Regions from separate parts of the Mus musculus genome. Here regions 2 and 3 are each linked to region 1. The links are chromatin contacts, called in public HiChIP or PLAC-seq maps. All regions are on one chromosome and are shown on one strand. Each heading gives the region's core, a stretch centred on a gene start, on an enhancer-like site or on the middle of the called end of the contact. The rest is flanking DNA. Distances are from core to core; before and after follow the strand shown. Region 1 holds the start of Rab33b (RAB33B, member RAS oncogene family). Region 2 overlaps Setd7 (SET domain containing (lysine methyltransferase) 7). Region 3 overlaps Setd7 (SET domain containing (lysine methyltransferase) 7).

What was found. HiChIP or PLAC-seq counts read pairs in DNA pulled down with a chosen protein or histone mark.
Region 2: a contact with region 1 is called in an H3K4me3 HiChIP or PLAC-seq map of embryonic stem cells, with 35 read pairs. The contact joins the enhancer-like site here to the promoter of Rab33b in region 1. A contact is called at or near these places in 11 of 39 promoter capture datasets (the C10 cell line, HPC-7-derived erythroid cells, cranial neural crest and 8 more), 3 of 15 datasets of contacts at CTCF or cohesin (CD8 T cells, the NIH/3T3 cell line and embryonic stem cells), 53 of 484 Hi-C or Micro-C datasets (the C2C12 cell line, CD4 T cells, CD8 T cells and 43 more), 20 of 115 datasets of contacts at active chromatin or transcription factors (the SCID.adh cell line, bone marrow-derived macrophages, craniofacial prominence and 14 more) and 4 of 9 other capture datasets (adipose tissue, embryonic stem cells, liver and 1 more).
Region 3: an H3K27ac HiChIP or PLAC-seq map of trophoblast stem cells shows a contact between it and region 1, with 20 read pairs. The contact joins the enhancer-like site here to the promoter of Rab33b in region 1. A contact is called at or near these places in 2 of 39 promoter capture datasets (cranial neural crest and trophoblast stem cells), 1 of 15 datasets of contacts at CTCF or cohesin (the NIH/3T3 cell line), 8 of 484 Hi-C or Micro-C datasets (the AML12 cell line, Sertoli cells, brain and 5 more), 10 of 115 datasets of contacts at active chromatin or transcription factors (the SCID.adh cell line, embryonic hindbrain, embryonic stem cells and 4 more) and 2 of 9 other capture datasets (adipose tissue and pancreatic islet).

Annotation. Positions count from the first base shown.
Region 1 is chr3:51,481,572-51,486,105 of GRCm38.p6, reverse strand. Rab33b (RAB33B, member RAS oncogene family) reads right to left here and starts at 2,140. Exons shown (of 2, transcript NM_016858.2): 1 at 1,526-2,140. The coding sequence starts at 1,774.
Region 2 is chr3:51,537,904-51,542,437 of GRCm38.p6, reverse strand. All of the region lies in intron 3 of Setd7 (SET domain containing (lysine methyltransferase) 7), which reads left to right. Among named protein-coding and RNA genes, the nearest start is that of 5031434O11Rik, 20 kb to the left of the region's middle. Within about 2 kb of position 2,672, at least 48 of the 459 cell types and tissues checked have an H3K27ac peak or open chromatin away from gene starts, as enhancers often do. A contact at or near this core is called in CD8 T cells, Th1 cells, bone marrow-derived macrophages and 11 more, where this site is marked.
Region 3 is chr3:51,515,695-51,520,228 of GRCm38.p6, reverse strand. Setd7 (SET domain containing (lysine methyltransferase) 7) reads left to right here. Exons shown (of 8, transcript NM_080793.5): 8 at 1-4,534. Among named protein-coding and RNA genes, the nearest start is that of Gm36008, 7.0 kb to the right of the region's middle. Within about 2 kb of position 2,093, at least 97 of the 459 cell types and tissues checked have an H3K27ac peak or open chromatin away from gene starts, as enhancers often do. A contact at or near this core is called in the SCID.adh cell line, intestinal villus epithelium, myeloid progenitors and 4 more, where this site is marked.

The DNA of each region.
Region 1 (4,534 bases), core at 891-3,390:
ACCCGAGGAAGACTCCTGACATCAATCCCTAGAGCCTAGACTTACCTCACTCACATACACACATACTCATGCACACCTGTGCATGCACACACATAAAATAAAGGCAAATTTAAAAGCAAAGGGGCCCAGAGAAGGGTTGATCTCTTAAATAAGATGATTTGCCCTTTATTGTTCCTGGGGTAAAAGTAAAACTCTTTGAGGAAAGGGTGAGTATAGAAACGGAAACACGACGCCTCAAGGGAAGAAGGGGAGGAGGGGCAAATCAAACCTCTTCTGAGTAGACTGATGTAGGAGACTGCAATGTAAAACAGTTGCTTAAGGGGGTGGGTGGTCCCAGGTTTCATATGTGGGGAGGGGGGCAGTTTGTAGTCTCCCTGGTTGTCCTGGGACTAACTATATACACCAGACTGCCTTGAACGCACAGAAATCCACTTGCCTCTATCTCCCAGAATACTAGAGTTAAAGACACGGGTGCTCCCCCCCCACACACACACCTCCATCTCATATGTTTTAAGGAGTAGTATTAAGTAACCCTTAGTAGTTTCGCAACAGTGCCGAGGTTTACAGCATCAGGAGGCCCCTGACTTGTCAAGGATCATTATTCTGCAGTTGAGGAACCCAACCCTTCAGAATCCCAACCTGGCTGCCTTAGACTTCCTACTATGATTACAAAGTCTCAGTAGCTACCTGGGAGAGGGTCTGTTTTTGCAACAAGAGATATGATGTTGGCAAACCACCTAAGAACCATCACATATAAATGCCTCAATGAGAAAACAGATTTTTTTCCCCCTAGATAAATTGGTTATCATACAGAAAACGCCTCAAAGGCAACAGGTTTTACTCCCACAATACTTAGCATCTGTGCAATGCTCAAAAGAATTCCTAGATATAACGGAGGTTTTGTTGTTGTTGTTGTTGTTGTTGTTGTTAAATTGGGGTGTTTGAGGTTTGTTTGGTTGAGACAGGGTTTCTCTGTGTATTCTGTCTATCCAGGAGAGCCCTGTCTATCCTGGAACTAATTAGACCACGCTGATCTCAAACACAGAGATCCTGGTCTCTGTGAGAGTGCTGAGATTTAAGAAGTGTTCCCCCAGGCCCGACTTATAACGGAATTTTCTATGCTTGAAAAATTTCTGAGTTTCTTCCGGTTATACCCCACCACCACCACCACCCAGATTCCCAGCCCAAAACTCTCACTCAAGCAATGGGGGTGGGAGTGGGGGGGTGACCGCCCCCTACACCTCTGTCACTCAAAGTGTGGTCGGTCCACAGACTCATTGCATGTGCGTTATAGGGGAGCTTATCAAATCAGAACGTGCTTTTTTGAAAAACAAGAAGTCCCAGGTAAACCTGATGTACATTAGAGGTGGAGGAACAATGCCTCAGAAGTTTGATAGATACAAACACACTTTCCCACGCCATGGGGCGCACCGCACACTCCTGCCCAGACCCAGGGTGAGGTCCCGACACCTGCCAAGAAGGAGCGGCACTCCGCTGAGACAGCGTCCCCGCCCCACCGGCTCACCTTGATGCGCTCTCCATCAATATCCACGGCTCGCTCTCGGAAGTCCACCCCGATCGTGGCCTCGGTGCGGTCGGGGAAGCGGCCGGCGCAGAAGCGGTAAGTCAGGCACGTCTTGCCCACGTTCGAGTCGCCGATCACTATGATCTTGAAGATGCGGGAGCGGGCGGGAGGCAAACACCCAGACGCCCCTGACACCGCACAGCTGGACGAGAAGCTGACCTCCAGCGACGACTCCATCTCCGAAGTCATCCTCCCGCCCCGCCCCGAGCTGAGCCGGAGCACAGAAGCCGCGGGAATGACGCCACGCCAGCGACAGCGCTCCCTAGCAGTGACAAACGACGCCCAACTCCCCACAGCCCGCGGGCACCGCGGCGCGCGTGCGCGAGCAGCCCCTGCCCACCCAGGTGTGGCGCCCCGCTAAGGCCCCGGCGCACGCGCAGTAGGCCTCCGCCAGTCGGTGCGGTGTACCTGGAAAGATGCGTCGGCGCTCCCTGGCTGGACTGCGGCTCAGAAGGTCCGCCCGAGGGACCTCTATGTGCCGCGCTCCAGCCTTCTGACCGCCTCGCCACGTCCGAGGTTCCCGAGCTCTGGAGGAAGCTGCGCAGCCCCCGGGGGCGGGGAGAGAGAGAGAGACAGCGGAGAGGAAGGAGGCGCGGCCCGGCTGTGGTCTCGCGAGAGGCGGCGGCGCAGTGGCGTCGTGGCCGCCTGGTCGCAGCCGGGGTTGGGGCTTGGAGTTGGGCTCTGAGCATCCCCTGTGCTCACCGCTTCCTCCGGGCCTCCGTGGAGCGGGGCGGAACGGCGTGGGCAGGAGGGTGAGAGGCTACTCAGCTCCTGAACCTGATCTTGGCCGTAGAGACTCTCCTCTACCTCTGCCTTCCCGGTGCTGCAATGAAAAGTGTACACTACCACGACCCGCTCAGTTTGTTTTGTAAAAGAGACAAATTGTTTTCGGCTGGTTTGAGCAACACAAGTCTTAAATCTCTGTGATTCTCTTCAACTCCATAGAGTTCCAGGACAGCCAGGTCTCCTTGAGGCAGGATCTCTCAGTCAAACCCAGAGCTCATTCCATAGAGCTAGTCTTGGTAGCTAACTTGCTCTGGGGATTCTGTCTCCATCTTCCAAGGTAGGAATTACAGGAGGTCTTCCATGCCTGCTCAGCATTGCCTTGGGTTCTGGGGATCCAAATTTAGAACCATCTCCTTATTCCCTTCTTTCCTATCCAGCCCCCCCCCCCCAGGATTTTCATATTGTAGCTAAAGCTGGCCTAGAACCTCACTGTGTATCCAGGCTGGCTCTGATTTTTGTGGGAATCCTGTCTTAGTCTCCTGAATACTAGGGTTACAGGTGTGAGACTATGCCTGGCTGAATGTTACCATTGGTTTAAAATTAAAAATAAGTACCACTTAAGCTGAATGTAATACCACATGCCTATAATCCCAGTACTGAGAAGGCTGGAACAGTATGTTAGTGGTTACATGGAGACGTTTTGGAGTCAACTCTGAAGGATCTGACATGTTAACTTTGTAAGTCAACAAGTTCCAGTGCCAGTTGATGAACTGTCAATGAAACTCCTAGGTGAGAAAGAAAAGGCACCTTCTCAGAGAGGCAGAGTATACCCCATTCCCCAAGTGATGCCATGAGGCCAAGGTGATGTCTGTCCGATGTAAGTGGTAGCATTACAGGAAATGCTCTGCAGGAAACGGGTATTTCATAAATGGTCTCTGAATCTGTCCAGCTTCATCCAGAAGAGTGATGGTGCCTTTTCTCATCCTGGAGACCAAACAAGACTCCCCCTAGAACAAGAAGAAAAAAATATTTTTTATCACGCAAAAAACGATTGCTATACAAATATCCCTAGAAAAGAGCCCAGGAAGAAAGCTGTTGATCACTTTGCCTGAATTTACAGACATGAGACAAATGAGAATTAACCTCCATTAAATGGTTAATAGTTCATGAGATAATTTCACCATCTGTGTGCAGTGTTGGCAGCATTTTTCCTAGGAGGACTGAGATTTCCCGCATTCTTTGAATGCTTAGTAATTGGGCTTACATCCTGGGCATTTTAAACATTTCATTTTGAGACTTGGGTCCTATTGAAGTTCCATTGAAAATGTAGAACTGCATGATATAATAGTACATGCTGAGGCAGGAGGATAATCATGATTCAAGTTCAGCCTGGCTGCTGCCATGATGATCATGGACTAACCCTCTGAAAATGTAAGCAAGCCCCCAATTAAATGCTTTATTTTCTAAGTTGTCTTGGTCATGGTGTTTCGCTATAGCAATAGAAGAATAACTAAGACAGAGGCCTTCTTTCTCTCCCACTAAGGAAAAATGCTTATATTTAACACAATGAACATTCTTTCACTTGAGTGGAAATGAGTGGACATGGATGCTTGAATAGACTCTCTAAATCTCGTCAGTGCATAGCACTTCTGTAAAGCAACTCTGTGTGCTCTCAGGAAACACCTGGCCCTTGGGCTTTTTCTGCCTCCATGGGAGACCCGAGGCATGAAGAAGTGATACAAGGAACTGTACTGTTTATAAACATTTTGGTGTTGCACTGTGGGACATTGTGGTTGGGCCCTGGTTACTCCTTCCAGAAATAAGACTCAGACTCAAAATATATCTGCAAATATCTTGGCCATATAGCTAGGTTCTTCTCTGATTAGATATAAATTAAAATATCCCGTTTATTCTAGCCTACATTCTGCCATGTGGCTGGTTACCTGTGCTCAGGTACCATGAGTTCATCCCGTCGTATCTTTCTGGCAAATCTTCCCACCTCCTTCTCTCCCAGAATTCTTTCTCCCAACTCTTAGTTCCTGCCTAAGCTGATAGTTTGTCAGCCAGGAAAGGTGGCACATAGCCATGATCCCGGGTCCGCAGAAGGATAAGGCAGGAGGATCTCAAGTTCAAAGTCAACCTGCTGAATGTAGCAGGAGCAGAGGCAGGGTGACTGCTGTGAGTTCAAGGCCAGCCTGGTTTATATACTGAGGTCCAGGACAG
Region 2 (4,534 bases), core at 1,423-3,922, 56 kb before region 1:
ATTGCTGTTCTCAGTCATATGAGTATTCCTGAGTATTTTCTCATCGCTGGGACAAACTAGTTTTATTATACCATCAGTAGAGTAGGGGGAAAAAAAGTTACTTTAAATTCCCTTGTCCTATAGAAAGAAGCAGAAAGACTTTTTTTTCATTGTTGAAATGCATATGGGGGATGGATGGGTGTGGCGACGCATGCCTTTAATCCCTGGCACATAGTGAGATCCCGGACAGCCAGGGCAATGTAGAGAGACCCTGGCTCAGAGAGAGAGAGAGAGAGAGAGAGAGAGAGAGGCAGGCAGGCAGGCAGGCAGGCAGGCAGGCAGGCAGGCAGGAAGGAAGATAAGAGGAGATGAGAGACAGAATCTTACCCTGTAAATCATCTGGCCTCAAATTCACTCTGTAGACCAGGCTGGCCTCGAACTCATAGAGATCCACCTGCCTCTGCCTCCCAAGTGCTGGGATTAAGGCAAGTACCACCACACCCAGCTGTTGCTTAATTTTATCTAGTCTCTTACATGTGAGATTGAATTCAGCAGTTTCTGGTCTTTCTGGAGTTACTACACCCCTGCTGGTAAACAGCAAACCCCCTTACCCCAACCCCAACCCCCTCCCCGAACTATCTCACCAGCTCCACTGTTCTTTATAAATCATTTAATTGGCTGAGGAGATGGTTCAGCAGATATTGCTAAAGGTAAGTGGATCTGAGTTCAAATCCCCAGAAAGCAAGTAAAAAGCCTGGCTTGGTCCCTTATGCACTCACAAGGCTTTTACTTGGGTCTCATGGGAGGGTCTCTAGGCTGGCATACCTCAAGTTCAGTGAGACCCTGTCTCTGGGACTAAAGCAGAGAGTGGTAGATCAGGACACCCAGTGTCATCCTACACACACTTGGTTTGTATTTATTTTTGAGACAAGGGTTTCCTATTTAGTCCTGACTGTCCTGTGGCTCACTGTGTAGATGAGCCTGGCCTTGAACTCAGAGATCCACCTGCCTCTGCCTCCCTAGTGCTAGGATCAGAGGCGTGAGCCACACATGATCAGCCACACAATTGTTTGTTTGTGTTTTCATCAGTTAAGCTCAGTTTATGCATGTGTGGGCCCAGCTACTAGGGAAGCCTGAGACGGGTATGCCTGACAGTTTGGGGCTGGGGAGATGGCCCAGCAGTTAAGAGTGCCTGTTGTTCTATCATGAGGACTGGAGTTTGAATCCCAGTATTGGAGGCTCCAAGGGATCCAACACCCTCCCCTTCCCACTACCCAACCTTCCCCTGACACATGAAATTTTTCAAAAAGAGCTGTGCCCTAAGGAAAAGATGTGGTCACTCTTTGTCCAAGACTTCCCAAGCATTTTTTAGGCATCTTGGTCAGCTCTGACCCATCAGACATCAGAGTCTAGGTAGAGGCAGAGAAGCCGATACTGGGACCAAGGTACCTGCAGTTTCTGAAGGGTGAGAGAGGACTTCCGAGTGGCCGGGCTGAGCTCCATGTTGCTTGGAGCTGGGGTGCTACTGACATCTGAGAGACTTGTCAGAAAAGTGAGCGGAGCCTGTGTAGGCAGAGGATGAGAGAGAGCCAGCCGAAACAGGGATTCCCAGAGACTCCCACACCCTGTCATTTCACTTGTGACTAGGATCGACGGAAGTCCTGTGGTGAGATGGAAGGTACAGCTGAGACCGTCTCCTACAGTCATCTCACTGACTGTAGTCAAACCTAAAAATGTCTTTAAAAGTGACATTTTTTAGAGAATAACATTTTATGTGTTCTTTGACGATATCATACATGTGTATGCAGCGAGCGTGTCTTCATCATATGCATGCCCAGTCCACCAATCCCCCAGACACCAAAATGTCAGCTCCCACTTTTGTGTCCTTTACCCCTTCTTTCCCCCCTCGTCCCCCATTATCCAACTAGCACTGCTGCAGGTACATAGGCGGGGCCAGCCACTGGAGCAACGTTTCACCCTCTGGTCTTATCAAACACCAAGAGAAGACTGTTGGGAAAGAGGCATTGGGAGACAATAACTAGCTCTCAGAATGGCGGATGGCACATGCGGTATCTGTTGAGGGTGGAAGGGGCTGACTACAGCCCGAGGCTTTCTGGAAGCTGAGTCAGTACAGAAGTGGGCATCAGTGTCAGGCACTGGCTTGCTGGTCATCACTGTAGTCACAGGATGGGAACACAGAGCCACTACGGGCTTCTAGGTCCCTTTTGCTGCTCGAGCACTGGGACTCTGAGGGACATCCGTCCTGGGATTGACAGGACAGTGCCTAGGACCCATTGTAGAGACATCCCAAACAGCCTTTATCTTCTTAATCCCCACCCAAAAGAGAAATGTGTTGTCAACAAGCATTTGACCTACCTTCTCACCGATCCCGCTAGGGGGAGCCAGCGAGCGGAAGGAACCAGACAATGGCCTCTTCCCCATGCTCCTTGATAGAGCAGCTGGGCAGTATTTGTGCCATAGCACGAATAACTAAGAGTAGTAAAAGAACTATTCTGCCTATTGTTCGTGTGAGATTGCTCTAAGAACAGCTTCTTTTGAAAAATCTCCCTCTAATTATGATACAAAGGTTTTGCTGGTGTTATTTCGGTTTTTGAGACAGTCTTGTGTAGCCCAGGCTGGCCTCAGATTCTCTGTGTAGCTGCAGAGCACCTTGAACCTCTGATTCCCCTGCCTCTGCCCCCTAAAGGCTGGAATTATAGGTGCATGCCACCAACTCAGGCTATGCAGAGCTGAGACTCAAACCCAGGGACACGATCATGCTAGCTGAACACTAGCAAAAGGCACCGTGTGCAGCCCCAAGAAATTGGTTTGGTTTGGTTTGATTTTTAGCTTCCAATGCATTTTATTTTCTTTTATTATTTAGAAAACCAAAGGATTTCTGTTTTATAAGTGCAAAGTAATAAATTCAGCTTTTGAGAGAAAAGAGTGTGAGGCCCTAAATAAAGACTTACGTCTGCTTCAAATAGGCAGTAATGTGGTAGGTAGCTCCTGGTAGTTAACCACATGTAAGAATAACACACACTATGCACTAACACACTGTGGCTCAGCAGTAGTAGCCTGAAGATAGATGGTACAGAAAGGACACAGCATTAGTAAGAAGGACAAAGAGCATTGTCTGCCCATGAAAATGATGCTATACATTTTTCCTCATAGGTTCTGAAATTTATTTTAGTTTATAATCTCTCCCCCACCAAAGAGCGGTTAGACTGTGTCGATCTGTGTGACTCGTGTAGGTAAGGCCACTTATCCCTGTCCCAATAGCAACACTGACGGTCACATGAGTGCCACCCTGCATTGCTACTTTGTATAACTGTTCCTAGATTTTTGAGCCCAGGACATTAACCAAGCTATCCAAGGCACCATGCTATCAAATTGTTTAGCAAGCTTACAAGGGACTTTGATTGGTAAGTTATGCAGTAAGGACTTCCAGCAGAGGCCACATCTCTTGCTTCCTAAATTAGATTATCCACAACACTGTGGTAGCCCCCAGTTCAACTAAAACGTGTTTATGGGATGACTTAGTGAGAAGAGGTGTCTGCCACTAAACCGGAGAAGGATGGGTCTCCTGGGATCCATGTATCAGAAGTTGAGAACTGGCTTCTGTAGGCTGTGCTCTGACCTCACATGCACCGTGGCGCATGCCTACCCATGCAAATACAAGTGCACACAGGGACATACACACAAAATTAAACCACCAAGCATTTGTTGGTTACGTACTGTGACCCTGGCACTTGCCAAGACATAGAATTTCTCTGGCCTTTGTCCTAAGGAAGAAAGCAAAGCTGGCCCTTCTCCTGGAGGAAGGCAGGGCAGCCACCAATGAAGAAGGAAAGAAAGAAGCGATGTAGAGGAGACAAGACCTTTTATTTATTTATTTAATCACTTAGAAAATACAGACAACACTATTGTTACTCATGTAGCCCAAATTAATTCTTTTCTTTTCTTTCTTTCTACCCCTATCCCCCCAACTTTGGTTTTCACGATGAGGTTTCTCTGTGTAATAGCCTTGGCTGTCCTAGAACTATGTAGACCAGGCTGGCCTCACAGAGATCCTCCTGCCTCTGCCTCCCAAGTGCTGGAAATAAAGGCGTGCACCACGACGCCTGGCTGGCCCAAATTAATTCCTAAGAACATAGAGATTTAGCTCAGAGGTAGAGTGTTTAGCATGTACTAGCATATAAGGCCCTGGGCCCTTGGTTCACTCCCAGCACTGCAAATAATAATGATAATAATAATAATTTTTTAAAGCTAATTTTAACTGACAATTTTATTGTGTTGTATTTTAAAGACAGGATCTCCCTATATAACCCTGGCTGTCCTGAATAGACCGGGTTGGCATCACACTTACAGAGATCAGAGATGTGCCTGCCTCTGCTTCCCAAGTGCTGAGATCAAAGGTGTGCGAGACCATATCCAGTTGTAAGATTTTCTTGGTAGAGAAGTGAGTTGGGCCTCCTGCAATTCCAGCACTTGAGAAGCAGACACAGCAACCACAGTGAATTTACAGCTAGTCTGTCCTAGATAATGAATCCAA
Region 3 (4,534 bases), core at 844-3,343, 34 kb before region 1:
TCTTTGAAATCAGTGTCACGAAGGCAGACATGCTGATATCGATAGGTACAAATCAGATCTCTAGCTAAGGCTTCTCGTCACAGCGGATTTCAAAGCATTTAGCTGCTTCCAAGAGTTCACACCTGCGCGGTTAATCCCGCTAGCGTCTCAGCCTCCTCAAGCCATATGTAATCACAATTGCAGAAGTACAGAGAAAACCCCATTATTTTACTTTAGCACATTAGATCTGTAATGTAACTGGGTCGCTCTGAATGAATGCCGAGTTTGGGGAACACTCCCCTCCCCCAAGGTGTCCATCACCGAGAAGGCCTGGGAACAACAGTTGCTGAAGCCGGTAGCTGTCCACAGTGCTACCTGTGGCCTGTGTCGGTTTAGGCTTAAAAGCTAAAGCTTTCCAAGCTGCAATAAAGGGCTCTGGGAAAGGGGAGAGATGCTTGGGAGTAGGTGGAAATGGAGAGAGGAGACAGGTAGAGAGCGGTTTGATATTCTGTGGTCAGTTGCATCTTGGTCTTCACAACTTTCAGGAGTGCTTTATCTGGGGCTGCGACACAGCTTTTCCATCAAGAGCCCCAGGTGGAGAACTCAGCCCTCAGTTGTGATAGCCACCCCTGGGCTCTTTCACAAGCTTCCTGACATACCTACCGTCAGGCTCTGCACCCAGGTGACGATGCTGCCCGGGAGTGCTAGTCACATCCCTGTTTGAAAGCTTAAGGAGCGAGTTCCCTCGGGAGAAACGTCCTCTGGACTTTCGAGGAGCCTCCTGCAAAGAGGACTGAATAGTTTTCAGACTGCAAGTCAGCAGGATAGGATGGCTTCTATTCTGTAGAAAGACACCATTCAGTAAACTCTGACAGGAGGCTGAGTCTGTGGGTTCAGATTCTGAGAGGAGCTTTTCTGTAAATGTGCCCAAAGAGAGTTGGCTGCTTTGGGGAGAACAATGGCTGAACTTCAGTGACCAGATGAGAAGGAGGACGGAGGACGAGAGAACAGGTTCCACCTCCAATCGCCCAGGCTCACAGGATTTCACACCTGGGGATGGAACCTTAGCCTCAGTTGCTGTAGGGGCTCAACCTCTATCCTAAAGGGCTACTCTAGCAATCTCATCCAAATGGGACTCAAAAACAATTTGGGGGGGCTTAAGGGCCAGCAAAAAACGTTTAGCAGGTAAAGGTGCTGTTGGCAAGCCGATGGCCTGAGTTAAGCCTTAGGACATATATAGTAGGAGAGAAACAACTCCTGAAGGCTAGCCTCTGACCACACCCAGCATGGCACGCACCCGCCCCTCCACACACACACACACACACACACATGTGGCTGGGAAACCGATCTACTTTTCCCATCCCACAGTGGAGGAAGACACACTGGACTTCAAACCCAGCAGCAATGTGTCGGTGACCCTTAGACACAGGAAGCAGACCCTCAGAGCCGAGCCTCCCTGTCTCCCCTCGCCCTGGGTTCCTGGTGCCTTTCAGCTCCTTTTCTTCTGCTGTGTGAGAAGCCTGGGTGTGTGTGTGCAGAATGGCAGCCCAGCCGATTGCTCCACCTCTTTCCTTATGTCTTAAGTTCCTCTTCTCTCTTGCTGGACTCTGTGCCTTTCCCTGACTGTGACCCATTCCAGTCACTGCCCCTGCCTCCGCCTTCTCTATCCCTCTCCCTCCCTCTTCCTTTCCCTCCCTCTTCCTTTTACTCCCTCTTCCTCCCTCTTCTTCTCCCTCTCCCTCCCCTCCCCCTTCCCTTGCTTTCCCTTCCCCCTCCCTCCCCTTCCCCCTCCCCTTCTCTCTTCCTCTCTCCAAGTTACCAAGCATAGGTAACTTGCTTAGTCATAGGTTGCAACTGTTAAAGAGGCCAGAACCTCACTGTGGAGAAGAGAAGCAGACAGCATAGGCGCTGCATAGAGAATTAGCTGCTGAGGGAGGTTGGGGTTTGCTCCTTGCTTGAACCAAAACAGAAAAGCCTCCGAATGTGCCTTCTACTGTAGAAGGACATAGGAAGCGGGCAAGTCTGGTCTTCTCTCAGGATCATAATCACAAACAGCCATGATTGAGATTCTGTGTGGTAGAGAAGAAAAAGAACTGTGCGCTGTCTTCCTGACAGCTGGCGCTTGTGGGCTTACCTGCCTGACGTCAGCACGGGTCTCGAGAGGCCTCATTCAGAGCTGTCTCAGTCCAACCCTGCATGACTTGACCCATCTTTAGCATCTTTCCTATGCTGAACTATTATTGCCTTGTGTTAGAGTTAGGAGTTAGGACTAGGAACTAATCCATGGAGCACGTCCCCCCTAACTGGGGCATACGCTGGAACTAACAGAAGCAAAAGAAAGAACTGAAATTAGGACACAAAAGAATGATAAGGTTACAGAGTAACAGGCGGAAGACTTGAGTTTCTTAGTACAGATTCTTATTTTAATCCTCTCAATCCCTGACCTCTCCAGCAACTAAAAAGGAAACCTTTTTTTTTTTTTTGTCAAGGCCTCTTTGAACCTGACTGGGACTAGAGTTCAGCCTCATTCCCCTTTGGGGTTCATCAGTCTTGAAAAACTGTTTCCTTATCACCAACCCTCACACACACACACACACCCACACACCAACAAGGCCATGTAATCATTTACAACATTTAATTGTGACAATTAAAGTTGCGTTGAGCAGCAAATACAGCTCAAAGTCCAACATCTGCCTAGCAGCTAGAGGCCCTGGCTTACGTCCCTAGTACTGGGAGTGGAAGGGTCAATTGTGAACACTGAAATAAAAGGTTGTCTTCGTGAGACAGTATGTGACACTTTTATTAATTTTACTTAATTGGTTTAAGAAAAAAAATCTAAATTTCTCACTGCAAAAATGCACTTCTACATTTTCCAAGAAGGTCAAGAGTTCTAGGCTTTGGTTATTCTCAAACAGCCACCTCAAATTCTGTCTTCAAAGTAGAGATTTAGAATCCAGACATCTTTTATTTTAGACAAACAAGCAAAACTATGTTGCAAGATGGAGAGTCGCAATGTTTCTTTGCTGCAGATCAAAGGTTCACAAATATCTTCAATTTCCAGGTACAGGGAGGTACCTTGATAGATTCCCGCCCTGAGGCTTGCATTGCTGCAGCGGGGCAGCGGGGCTTGGATTGCTTTCCCTTCTAAAATTTTAAGCTTTGGTGTCAGTGTTTTTTGGGTTTTAGTTTTGGAGGGTTGTTTTTGGTTTTGGTTTGGTTTTGCCGGGGTTGGGGAGGGGAGGGGAGGGGTGGTGATTTTTGTTTTCAAAAAGACTCAATTTTGTAAGTTTTATTTTGCCAAACATGTGCATACATATTCAAAGCAATGAAACTATTTCAAGCCATAAAGCCGCAGGGGTGGAGCCCTTTCCACAAATTTTAATGTGTTTGTATGTAAATAGCTGTTTGTATGAAATATTTTCATGGTAGAATGAATATATTTAAATGAAGTTGAATTATTCCAGTGCTATTTAAACACAGGACAAAAATTTTTGGTGAGAATTATCTGAGTCTATTGAGATATAATGCAGATCAATTTTCATTTTTAGAAATCAAAAAGCCTACAAACCGCTCTGACTGATGACCACCTCCTGGTGGGGTGGCGTCCGATGTGAGGTAGGCTTCCCCAGTGCCTCAGCCGCTTTCTGGTGGTAAGTTCGGTGCTAAAGGAGACGTGTTTACCTTTTAGTGATTCCCGCAGGCCTCTGAGGGGCCTGAGAGCGAATCGAGGCGTTAGAGACACCGGTGCAGTTATACGAGCACAATTATTTTTGCAGGGCAGCAGAATCAGAAGCCAGACTTGTAAACCTCGGAGCTGGGTTTCCCGGCTACCTTCACTCGCCACCCCTAACTGCCTAGTCACGATGTCAGGGAAGCTACCCTCAGTGGAGTTGGGGTCTGGACCCCGGGGTGGGACTTCACAGAGTTACCAATGCTTTTTGCCTTCTGACCTCCCTCTCCTCGAGGGAGGAGGCGAGCAGCCGCTGGCAGGGGCCATCCTCAGCACAGTCCTTATCCAGTCTCAGCTCTGGAAGACTATGCATCTAAGCACCCGACTTCAGCCAGAGAGGGAGACTTCCGTGGATAATGGAAACCCTTGATTCCTGTCTGTGATTTTACACGCAGTTGTTAAATGTCATTTTAATATGAAGACCATTCATGTACCTAATACCTTCCAACTCTTGAGTTACTGGAAAGAAAAACAAAACAAACAAACAAAAAATCCTTTACAAAATGATATTTCACTTGAGTGCGTTCCCCAACCCACCTTTGGCCCTGGGTTATAACAAAACAATAATCTGACAAATTTCACTGTGTACGCTAGCAATATGAACACTGAGCCAGTGCCCCCTTACCTATCTACTTGGTTACTATAATTATTCTTGATGCTACAGGGGCTATGTACGTCACACCTGGTGGTTGCATAAGCGAGTTATGAAGTTATGTCCACGATTCTTGGCTCCTTTCTTCAAATGTTTTCTTTTTTTTTTCCTCTTGGTTTTTCTATGTTCTCTTTCTATCCTACGAGGCATTTTCTTGGGTTGTGAGGTACGTT